2 separate regions of the Hordeum vulgare genome follow, and region 2 is linked to region 1. The links are chromatin contacts, called in public Hi-C maps. All regions are on one chromosome and are shown on one strand. The core of a region is the stretch at or near the end of the contact, and the rest is flanking DNA. Distances in the headings are between cores, read along the strand shown.

Region 1 (5,877 bases), core at 1,728-4,227:
GACTATAATTTTTTTTTCTTCGCTCGCTCCTTGCCAACCAACGCCTGTACAAAATAAAGACGTACCGTGTATCATCTATTAAGTTGCGCCATAAATTGCATTTTAAAAATAATGAACATGTAAAATAATGCCATATTCAAATTCTACACATTTGTTTAATCAAATTTCATGTATAACATGTTAAAATTGAAGTTACGGTCTAAGAGATATGTTTATTTAAAAATATATATTAATTCTTAATAGATGCGAGATGATTAACACATATATTAGGGGGTTTTATGTAAAACTGAAAAAACGGTTCATAGTCATTTAAAAATGGACTGCGGGTTAGTTTGGATTAAATATAGGGGTTTTGCGTAAAATATAAAAAATGGTTTGACCTGACTTACAGAAGGACCGTTGGTTAATTAGTTGAAAACACATGGACTTTTTTATAAAAACATCAACGACGTATTACCAGAAGCCGTCTTTGCTTTATTATTAGGTAAATATTATTCAATACTACCTTACAAAATAAAACATCAATCCTTGGGCGACAAAAATCACTCTCCCTACAAACTTGATGATAATAGTGGTCATGATGAGGGTCGTCTTCCTCACCTCACCCCTACACATACCATCTAAAATAGAAGTATCGATCCAGCAGACCGTTAATGCACACTACATGTGCACGCTTCAAAGTCATCGTTACGCCTTGTGCAAACCTATCTTCGATGCATGATCAATGAAATGATCTTGTTAGCTTGCCGCCAATGCCACCATGATGTGAGCGCTACCGCCCTGCACTCGACCATCATAAGAGTCCGTCGTCAAGACCCGGCTACACCATACCACTCAGACTCGTCGTCTTTGTCTCATGAAGACCACACCGCACCACCTTAGGAACCCTCGGCAAGCAAATGCTCCAAAAATCGATGCCCGTGGGAAGGGAAAACGGCTCCGTGTGTCGCCATCGTCCGATCCACAAGACCCTGATCCGTGATTCCCCTCAAAGCAGTATGGATGGGAAGAAGACAACCACATGAACGAAATGATGCAAATATTCATCGTCCGCCAAGACCGAAGTCGACACGATTTTTATGAGCGGATCCGTGAACGCACAACTGGCCTCCGATCCACAAACTCTGGAAGGTTACATGTCTCCCATATCAAGCGTCGTGGACACCGGAGAAAGCTCAGCCGCCACGTGACTCCGGCGACGAATCCAGTTACGAGATCCCTTGATCCACCGCCCTAGGCACTGTCAAATGAAGCCACCTCTTGCTCCGTTATCCCCAATGGAGACGATGCTATCGCCGTCGCGTCCGGAGCCGCTGCTTTGGGGCCCTCGTGTAGTAGATCTCTACCAAGTCCGCCATCCCCATGTTGTCCCCGGAGCACCACCACGAGGATCAGTCGCAGTAGGAAGATCTCGCATCGCCATGACCGCCCCAATAGGAAGTCGTGCCACAGTCGCGTGTCGCGAAATCCCTGTCGTCCCCTTCACCGACGGCACATGGACTTACCCGACGGTCACCTTTAAGGATTGCGAGGGGAGATGAGAACGGGAAGGGGGTACCGGCGGCAGGGGCTAGGGTTAGCGCCCCCATCGTCCTGGAGGAGGCGATGCGAGGGAGCCACACCTTGTGATGAACTTGCTACTACCTACTAGTCCCTCAACTAATACAAAGTGAGGGAATACACTTTATTTCTCGTTCTCTGCTAGCATCTCAAAGATATTATAGCATCTACAATAGAAGATGTAGATGCAAAAAATAACTAGCTTTTGCAGCTTCGAGGCCCCAAAACGCCGCTTCAAGACATTATGCAGATACAAAAAAAATACATCTGCGAGATGTATCCTATACCACTTTGTGGTGCAATTTTGCATCTTCAACTCGAGGAGATGTAAAGTCGCGTCCGTCCACCAACCACCCAACCGCCACTTCCTTTCCCTTCCGCGCGACCGGCTGCGGCCGCCCAACTCCGCTGCCAGCCAAATCCACTTCAAATCGTCGCCGCTGTCCACCGCCCGACGCCCACACGGGCCCGCCGTTACTTCGCCACCCCACCCCTCGTCCCCAGCCGCTTACCTCGCCCAGGCGCCGCCCAGAGCCGTCGATTCAGTTTCAGCCGTCGATGAATCGAAGTTTCTTCGACGCCCGCGGCTGGCCTAAATGCCTTCGCGTGTGAGGTCTACGATGGGGTAGGCTTCATCCAAGATTAGACCCGTGCCCCCTCCCCCCGCGAGAGATAGTGAAGGCACGCCACTTCGTCTGCTTGATGGCCGCAAGCCTTGCCGTTCTTCCGGCCGTGCGAAGACGCACGCCTGCCACACAGAGCTCCCGACGACACCGGCCATCTCTTTAGTTGTGCAGTCCCCGCCGCTTGCAACCGTTGCCGGCTGTACAGCGGCCGTGCGACGGTCGGTCAGTTTTGCATCTCCAGTTTACATCAACTATTGGAGTTGCCCATTTACATTATCGTTTTACATCATCTGTTGAGGTTGAAACCTTTTTAAAAATATAAAATCACTTTTTGATGATGTAAATTCTATAGCACCTACTTTTGCATCTTCAAATATACATGTTCCAAATGGATCTACATCTTGACTCTCGAGGTAGAGCACAATTTTACACTAAGGTTTAGTTGAAAGCAATGTTTTGTTTCTAAACCTCGGTATTTTAATACTACAATTTTTTATACAATGACAATGTATACTGTAGTTTATGAAAACAATGACATGTTTGGCAATCGAAATATACAGTGTCGTAATAATACTGCAAAAATACTACAGTTTTATGTATATTGTAGTTTATAATACTACAATTTTAATCAGACCCAAACACCTCAAAGTATTTAAAATCATTGTATTTTGACTGTAGTATTCTTGAAATACTTTAAAAATAGTTTGGAACCAAACACAGCCTAAATCATAAAACTGCAGGGGGTTTCGTGCACAAGAACGGCGCACCAAATAAATATTTCAGATTTATTACGACTGCGTAGCAGCAGCAAGGCAGCAAACCCAGTTCACACGGTGTCGCTGTCGCCCATTACTGCTCCGTCGTCGTCCACAGCGACGCCAACGCTGCACCCAGCCAGACCCCGCGAGATCCAGAGCCTAGCACTAGCTGGCCGGGGAGGAGGAAGGTCCAGGACCCGCGAGACAGGCAAGGGGATGGCGGGCAGCGGAGGCGGCGCCTACAGGGCGGAGGACGACTACGACTACCTCTTCAAGGCGGTGATCATCGGCGACTCCGGCGTCGGCAAGTCCAACCTGCTCTCGCGCTTCACCAAGAACGAGTTCTGCCTCGAATCCAAGTCCACCATCGGGGTCGAGTTCGCCACCCGCAGCCTCCAGGTCGACGGCAAGGTCGTCAAGGCCCAGATTTGGGACACCGCTGGCCAGGAGAGGTGCTTGCTCGCCTCCCATCTCTTAATTACTAACTCCTGCCACTTCCTGTTAGTAGCTGTTCAAATCGCTGGTAGTAGTATGCTCGCCAGTATGGATTTGCTTGCTTCCTGATCTGTTTCTTCGGACCCAGGATGCTACCTTCGCTTGGCCATTCATTTGCTCTATCAAATTAGTTTGGTGATGCTGGTAATCTGGTGATTGCTTCATTTTTGTTGCCAGTCTAGACGATCTTGGTATAGTGTGGATCGGAGTGGAGTAGTAAAGCAGTGGCAAATACCAAATGAAGTACTATTGCTTGGTACCCCAACTCAGGTCTGCGTTTCACTTGATTCGTCCTCTAGGTTAGATCGGACACCTACTTGTGATTTAGCTGTTGGACTTTCGTTTCTTACATCTTAGAGTTTAGTGGTTTGGGGTTGAAACCATTGTTGTTGTTCTAGACTTCTAGTGGCTGTGGTGTCTTCTTTTATTGGAGTTCATACATAAACCAGTGGAGAGATGCATCGTGGAATTGTTGGATTATGCACCAGCACACTTGGTGTGACCATGCGAGGGGTGTGATTGGAGAAGGAAAGGTGTGTCACAGGTTTTGGAAGATCTGTTGGTGTGGCCTTGGCGATGAAATGACCACTGCAGAGGGTTATTCTTGCTAGATCTCAGAATAGAAATTGCCACAGAATCACTACGTTTCTGAATCATGTGGGGGTATAATTACACTCGTACAACATAAGTTGGTTCCCAACTTATCTGGCCTGTAGCACGATACAAATGATTTCGATCAGCTAGCTGTCTAGCCAGCAACTGCAGCAGCAGGTCATCGAGACCACTTTAGAGCAGCAACATTCACACAAAAAGAGGGGATGCAGAAAATAAGGAGCAGTTTCGATGCATCATCAGGAAACCCACTGCCTACACTCGGCTCGGACACAGGTTATAGGACGAAAACCTGATTGCGGAAAATAAGGAGCAGTACAAATTGTGACAATAACAGTCTTGATTTGATTTTTTTTTTTTGCTATGCTGTGTGTACAGACTATAGACATACATAAGTCTTTGGTTCATCAAGGGAATTCTTGCCTAATTGATAGAATGATAGGACAAAATGATAGCTCTGTGATTCCCGTTTGAGAATAGAGTGTTCACTAGGAAACAGCTCACACAAATTTGTTTTGTCCATCAACAAATGACTCACATGCTACTGGAACTTGCAAATTGAGAAATTAGATCTGAATGCCATGCAACTGTAATGGGAGACAATCATACAACGCAAAATACAAAATAGGCTAGGGTGGAAAAAAGGACCGCGCCCCCGCATCGTCCCCTGGGGTGACTTGGGTGGCTCCGCCCCTGCCGCTGCTCCAAGCCCCCGCCACGCCTTACTCCCCTCGCCGCTGCCAACCGGACCCCCCCCCCCCCCCCGCAAAGCCCCAGACGGTGGTTGGCGGCGGCGGGTTCTTCTGCATGCCATTTGTGCTCCCACGCATAATTGCCCCTACGCGGATCTCACTTCACCGCGCTGGGTATGCTCTGCCGCCGGCTCGGCCTGCCTCCCCAGCCATGGAACTTCTCATCGTGGGCCGTTGGACACCTTGGCTTCGGTCCTTAGTGTTGTTTCTGGTGGAGGTAGGTGTGCCTGCTTCACGTCCAGGACGGAGCGTCGAGCGTGGCGGCGCGGTGCGGGCTCAGGGCTTGGCCCTGGCGGCGTGGTGGCTGTGTGGAACGGGCTAGGCGCGCCCAGGGCAGCGGCGGGGCTCTGCCAGATCAATTATGGCCTACTTCGGTTGGTGTGCCTTGGGCGGCGCGGGACTGTGGCAGTGCGGGTCGGCCATGTCCAATGGATGGCTTGAGGTTGTCGTGGTGGGGTGACGGTGTCGGCTGCTAGGCACCACGGTGGTGCTGACGCCTGGCCTGACGGAGACAGGCAGGCTGGATCAGTGCGGCGTGGGGGCCTACTACCGTGATTTGACCAAGGTGGCGGTCCTTGTGCTCTTCTCGCATCACGACAACGACATGCAAGATCAGTCCTCCTTGATCTGGCCATTGACGTGTTCCGGGACGACCGTCGGAGATCTTGCCCATGATTTCTAGATCGGTTAGATTCCAGTCGTGCATGCCCATATCAGCCTATGAGGTTCTGAGGGCGTGGCATGAAGCTCTGTTGGACACCTTGGGATATGTCGGCTTCTCGATTTCCATGGTGAAGACAGCGATGGAGAAGGTCATGGCGGCCAAGATCGGAGAATCAGTTAGACAGTCGGAGCCTTGGAGGCAATGGAGTCAGCCTGGTGTCAGATAACTCTCAGGAGCAGCAGTGATAAGTGGGGGCGGCAACACTGGCGGTTTTCATTTTTGGGGTCTCCTCAGGTGCCGAGCCGTGACTTTCAAGGTGAAAACCTGAGGTCTGACCTTCATTGGTCGTGCCTGGCTATTACCTTGTTCAAGGAATTGTTTTGAGAGCGTGGACTTTCTCCGGGGTTAAA
Region 2 (5,961 bases), core at 1,234-3,733, 57 kb after region 1:
TATCTTAAGTTATGTTGCATGCAATGGTGTTTTTTTATGAAAAATAAATAAAAATGCCATGGAAAATGTGGCGTATGTCCATGGAATTTTATTTGAACTTAATGGCATATTCAAAAAATTGTCCTGTTAAGTTCAATGAAAGATCATGCAACATACAAAAAAGTGCCTTGATATAGTCTTACAAAATTGCCATTTTGTAGTATATGAAAACAAGATTTAGGAAAAATGTTTGATTTGAAATGCTCATTGGAAAATATGCCATGACAAAACTTAAGAACATCACACGAAATGTTCATTCAAAGAAATGTCATGCAACATAAAAAAAGTGCCTTTATATAGTCTTATGAAATTCCCATGTTGTAGTTTATTAAGAACAAATTTTGTGAAAAATATTTGATTTGCCATGCTCATCTTATATTCCAAGGCAAAACTGAAGAACATCACAAACAGAAAAAAGGCCTTTTCAATTTAGCCATGCCAACTATATAAACTGGATATTATGTTTGTAGATTGCCATGTCGAGTGTCTAAAAACTAAATTTCCACTACATGCAGCTCAAAATATATGGCATGTTGTACTCAAAGTTCACTGAGAAAATTAAAGCAAAAAAAAAGAAACTCTAGTCAAAAAGCGCTAGCTAAAGAATAGAATACAAAAAATGCCATGTTGAGTGAAAAATGTCATGACACTATGTTGAATGACTTGACATGACACTATATTTGAGTTTCCATCGCAACATATCACTTTACCAAAAAAATGCCATATACCCAAAACCAAAATTCTCTACAAATGGCATGATACTATATGGAACAATTACACGATATACCATGGGAATAATAATGTTCGAGTTGCACACCATTTGGGCTTAAAAATAATTTCTACAAATTCCCCTACAAAACTGCCATATATCTTAATTAGTATCACATCTTCACCATTTTAAGTTTCCACAAACACATTTTAGTGAATTTGACACGTTTTGTGAATTGGTTGAAGTAGACATTCAAATATCCGTAGCTAAAATGCAAAATTCATCTCCGAAAAAATAGATATAGGGGGACTCGGCTCATACACCGCCATGAGGTCGCGGGAGGTGGGGGTGCAGGTGTGTTGTCAAGTAACTCGCGTGGAGCTTCTCATCTCCGCAACTTGTGAACCCCAACAACGACGAAGGTGACTCTCAAAAGGGGTGACATTATGGATCAGCTTACGACACTGACGGCGAGACGACGTCGTCAGTAATGGCCTACCACGACTACAAGAAATACACCTCAGCCAACTCAGGGGGTTGCTTGTCATCGACGGAGGCGCCACCAACACCGTGTGACCGCACGACGTCACAGAGGTGGAGCATGAAATGCTTCCCAAAGTCGTCGAGATGCAACAAGGAGGAGCACTTAGCTAGGCGTGGAATCTGGCACAACGGGTGCCGAGCATTGTCCCCATCACGGTCGCCAGACCCCCTCCCCCCTAACTCTCGCACTCGCTTTTTGCAAGTCAATGAAAGGGATTAGGGATAGCATGAGGGAGGGGGCGACGCTTTTGTAGGGAGTGGGCGCGGGTGCATCCTTTTCGGGCACGTTCCGAGCAAATGGTTGGATTTTCTAACGTGGCAACTTAGAGTGCTTGAGGATTCATGTTTTTGATCCAACGGTCGTCAGTTAGTTCGTTGAAAAACGTATATTCCCTAGATAACATTTTTGGAATAATAGGCATTGATACCGGAGCTCGTGTTCGACGCTTTAAGAGTCTAAAGAAGGTCCACGCGCCTCCGTTTGTGGGCCGGTCCAAGAAGATTGGGCCCCATTGCATTTTTGAGGGTCCGATCTCATTGGACCTTTGTTATTGACCATTTGACTAGTCAACTGTTTTTTTTAAATGCATGAAAAATAATAAAGGCAAAAAATAAACCATGAATTAAAAAAGTTTGCACATTTGTTGTGTTTTTGGAAATTCCAATAGAACTCCATTTATATTTTTTGTTTGTAAATACAACGTGATTAAGTTTCAGAAACTCAAAAAAATTCACAATATAAAAACTTTTAGTAAAAAGAGAAAGAGAAACACAATAGAAAATAAATAATAAGACAAAAAAGGAAAATGGAAAATAAATAAATAAAAAGCAAAAAGAGACGAGCTGGCTACCTGGGCGAGCCTAGTCGCCTTGCTAGCGGCGGCGGCCCAGTGGCTTGCATGTGCGAAGGTACCCTATTGGACGCAGAATGCGTTTAATAGGAGGTCCCGCGAATAGGACCTCCCCAATCTATATAGGCAAAAGAAATCGAGGCTGGATATCAATACGGAATCGGGGTTGGAATCGATTTGGAGTAGGATCCGCACCAACGAGATATATCATTTTTCCTTTGCAACACGCCTTCAGTAAGAAGAGAGAAAAATGGTAGGGTCCTTATGAAGCCCATTGGACGTCGAGCTGGGCCACTCAAGCCTATCTTAAAAAAGGAAACAATTCCCTCGCGACCACCGTATCAAGGGCATTTTCTATTTGACGCCTTTAGCACCCGCCACTCTATAATTTGCAAACGGACGCACACACTCCCCGTACGTTGGCCCAAGCCATTTGCCTTTTCATGTTTTTACAGTAAAACTATAAAAAAGGTGTGTGCGGCGGATCGGACATGCTATCTATTCCTCTGGTCTAAACCACAGTAGCCACTAGAACGACCTACCACAAGTGACTTGTTACTTCCTTTTTTTGTTTTATACATTTTTGGTTCGCTAAAAGCCTCCTTTTTTGGAAGATTCCCAATCCAATATCTTGCGGTTCGCAGATGGTCTCAAGTTTTTCTTTCTACAACTTTTTCTATAATCTTTTTTTCTTTGATTTTTTCCTTCTTCATTTTTTAAATGCTCAAACTTTTTCAAGTTTGATGAACATTTTTTAAAATAAAATGAATTATTTCATATTTAATGGATTGTTTTTCAATTTGTATGAACCTTTTCAAATTCAATGTTTTACTTAAAAAATGATGATTTTGTTTAAATTTGACGATTTTCTAAAACTGGCTGACTATTTTCAGTAATTCATAATTTTTAAAAAATTGATGATTTTTTTTAAATCTGTGAGCGTGTTAAATCCAACGATTTTTTTTCAACATCAATCAACTATTTAGAAATTCACCAAAGCACAAACATTTTTTGAAAACAAAAAACATATTTAGAAAATGAAATAAAATTTCTAAATTTCATGAACATTTCCAAATATAAAAGAGAAACGTTTTTCGTAAAACAACAACATTTTTCATAAAAATTTGAAACCAAGAACATTTTTTGAAAACTCTGACCAAGTTATGAAAAAAATATTTTTTGAAAATACCTGCAGTATTTTTGATACGAGAACAATTTTTGAAAGACGAAAATTTTGAAAAATAAACACATTTTATAAAAAAGCTAAACTTGTTACGAGTTAAAGCAATGAAAAGAAGAAATAGCAACAGTAATATTTTCCAAAAAAAGGAACATTTTACTAAAATCGCGAACATTTTTTGAAAATGTCGAACATTTTTGTAAAATCCCGTACATTTTTTAAAGTTATGAATATTTTTGAAAAACGGCATTTATTGGAAATTTAGAACATTTTGATAAAATCAATAATATTTTATGAATTTCAAAAACGATTTTCAAACATGAACTTAGTTTATAAAAATAAATATAGAAAAAAGCAAAAAATGAAACAGAAACAGAAAAACGTAAAAAAAACGTAAAACAAGAAACAGAAAAAAAGACAAAGAAAGAAAAAACAAAACTGCATGCAGAGGGAGATGGGCTGGCCCAGTTGATCTCGCTCCTGTGTATTTGCTCAACTATTTGACCCAAAGAGCGTAAAATAGGGTGTTCCCCTATTCGCCGCATCCTGTGGCAAATAGACGTCACTTCGCATAAGCGCGCCAGACTTGGCTGGCCTATTCGAGTTGAATTGAAGCAAGCTGTCGGATGAAAAAAATGGGCAAAATTAGAAGTAACCGAGCTGGAATTCGAACACCGAACAACTAGTTATACATGTATCTGGCTAACCAGCGCACCTATCAAGGATTGCTTACATAAGGACCAGAGAAAACTCGAAAGAACTAAATTTAGCCAAATAAACTGAACATTACTTCAAAATTTCCAAACAGTGTTTCAAATTTTAAACACTTTATTAAACAAACGCGAAGAATTTTCAAAAATTCTCAGCATATTTTAGAATTATACAGAAATTTCAAATTATTGAACATGTTTTGAAAAGGTGAACATTTTTCGAAGGTTTAAAAAAAACTTTAAAAATGCAACATATTTCAACATTCTGAACAATATTTGAAAACCGAACATTTCTCTAATTCTAGTACATTTTTTAAAACGTGAATATTTTGGAAATAATGAAAAAATTTCAAAATTACAAAAAAGGTTTGGTATACATGAATATTTTTTCAATCGGTGAACAAAATTTGATATCAAGGATAACTTTTGAAATTCAGAACTTTTTTTAAGTGAGAACAATTGTAAAATCTAGAACAATTTTGAAAATGCGAACTTCTTTTATATAGTTGAACAAACAATTAAAATAGGAAAAAAATTCTACACTTTCAAACATTTTTTGAAAACCCGAACATTTCTTGAATTGGTTACCAAAATTTGAGAAGTGGGACAACTTTTGTAAGTGAGGTCAAATTTTGTGAATAGGAACATTTTTTAATTTTTAATTTGGGAACAGGAATGGAATTCGAATTTGTGAACAAATTTTAAGAACGGTGATATTTTTAATTTTTGAAAAATAAATTTTCGAAACATTTTTTTTAAAATGGACATTTTCTGTGAGTCTCAAACAATTATTCAGATATTGTAATATGTGTTGAAATTTCAGATGTGTTTTCAAGTTAGCAAACATTTTTTAAAATATGAACATTTTTTGAAAGGTAAACATATTTGGAAAAGTTGTGAAATTTCGGAGCAGAAACATTCCGATTTTTTTAAAAAAAAACACAACCATATTATCAACATTTTTTTAAAAGGCAAACAATATTTAAATTTGTGAACAAAATTTTCAAATTGGGTACATTTTTTGTAAATAAATGTTATATTTTTTGAAAAATAGTTTAAAATGCAAAACATTTTTAAAAAATGTTGAACATTTGTTAAAAAATAAAAGAAACTTGAAAAAGGAAAGAAAAGTAAATAAAATGAGAAATAGAAAAAGGGGAAATAAAAAAGAAAATATAATTGAAAAATGAAAAAACAAAAAGGAGAGAAAAGGAAAAAGGAAAAAATAAAAACGAAAAAGAAACAAAAAAACCGGTTTAAGACCTTCTAAAAGGTACCAAAAACTGAATAACTGGTTGGAACTTTCGAGAAGGTTCCTAAAATCAGGATGGTGGAACGGATGCCTATGTTCTAAATGGCATGGCCCATGCTGGTCGATCGAAGCGATCGTGCGTGCTGTGCCCCAACTATTTGACGGAGAAGGGTAACCACATTGTTGGGACGCTGCACGTCGAGTCGACACAGAACCAATATTATCGACTCAACGAAAAGATGAAGCTCGACGAGTGTTCCGAGCATGAAGACAAGGATACGGAGAGCAAGGATGAAGAAAACGCCAACGAAATTGCTATCTTTCCCGCCTCCCTCTGTCCATGTGCTCATGGGCATGACGGCGATTCATGCGGCAACTTCGTCCTCCTTGACTACACGACCTACTTCACCGGTGTTAGAGCATATATCTCCATATGTGGTTTTGGTAATTGATGACAATTTCTACGGACTAATGGTTGCCTTAAGTTACATTATAGGATTTGTCCATAGGCACTTTTTGAAGTCCATCTGTTGGGTTCAAGGAGTTTATATGATGACCAAGATGGTATTCAAGGTATTATCCAAAGAATGGTCATAGAGACACATGGTTGATCAAGATCTCAGACAAAGAGTAAATCAAGATGATCAACACACAAAGCGTACAAGATGTACCGAGAG

What was found. A called contact is a pair of places that touch in the nucleus more often than the background predicts.
Region 2: a contact with region 1 is called in a Hi-C map of leaf, with 3 times the contacts expected there. The contact joins the enhancer-like site here to the promoter of LOC123444410 in region 1. A contact is called at or near these places in 2 of 6 Hi-C or Micro-C datasets (leaf and seedling).

What each region holds. Positions count from the first base shown.
Region 1 is chr3H:486,799,699-486,805,575 of MorexV3_pseudomolecules_assembly, forward strand. It overlaps LOC123444410 (ras-related protein RIC2-like), which reads left to right and starts at 2,978. Exons shown (of 2, transcript XM_045121111.1): 1 at 2,978-3,396. The coding sequence starts at 3,161.
Region 2 is chr3H:486,856,843-486,862,803 of MorexV3_pseudomolecules_assembly, forward strand. No RefSeq gene overlaps it. Among protein-coding and RNA genes, the nearest start is that of LOC123444411, 47 kb to the left of the region's middle. Within about 2 kb of position 2,484, at least 2 of the 3 cell types and tissues checked have open chromatin away from gene starts, as enhancers often do. A contact at or near this core is called in leaf, where this site is marked.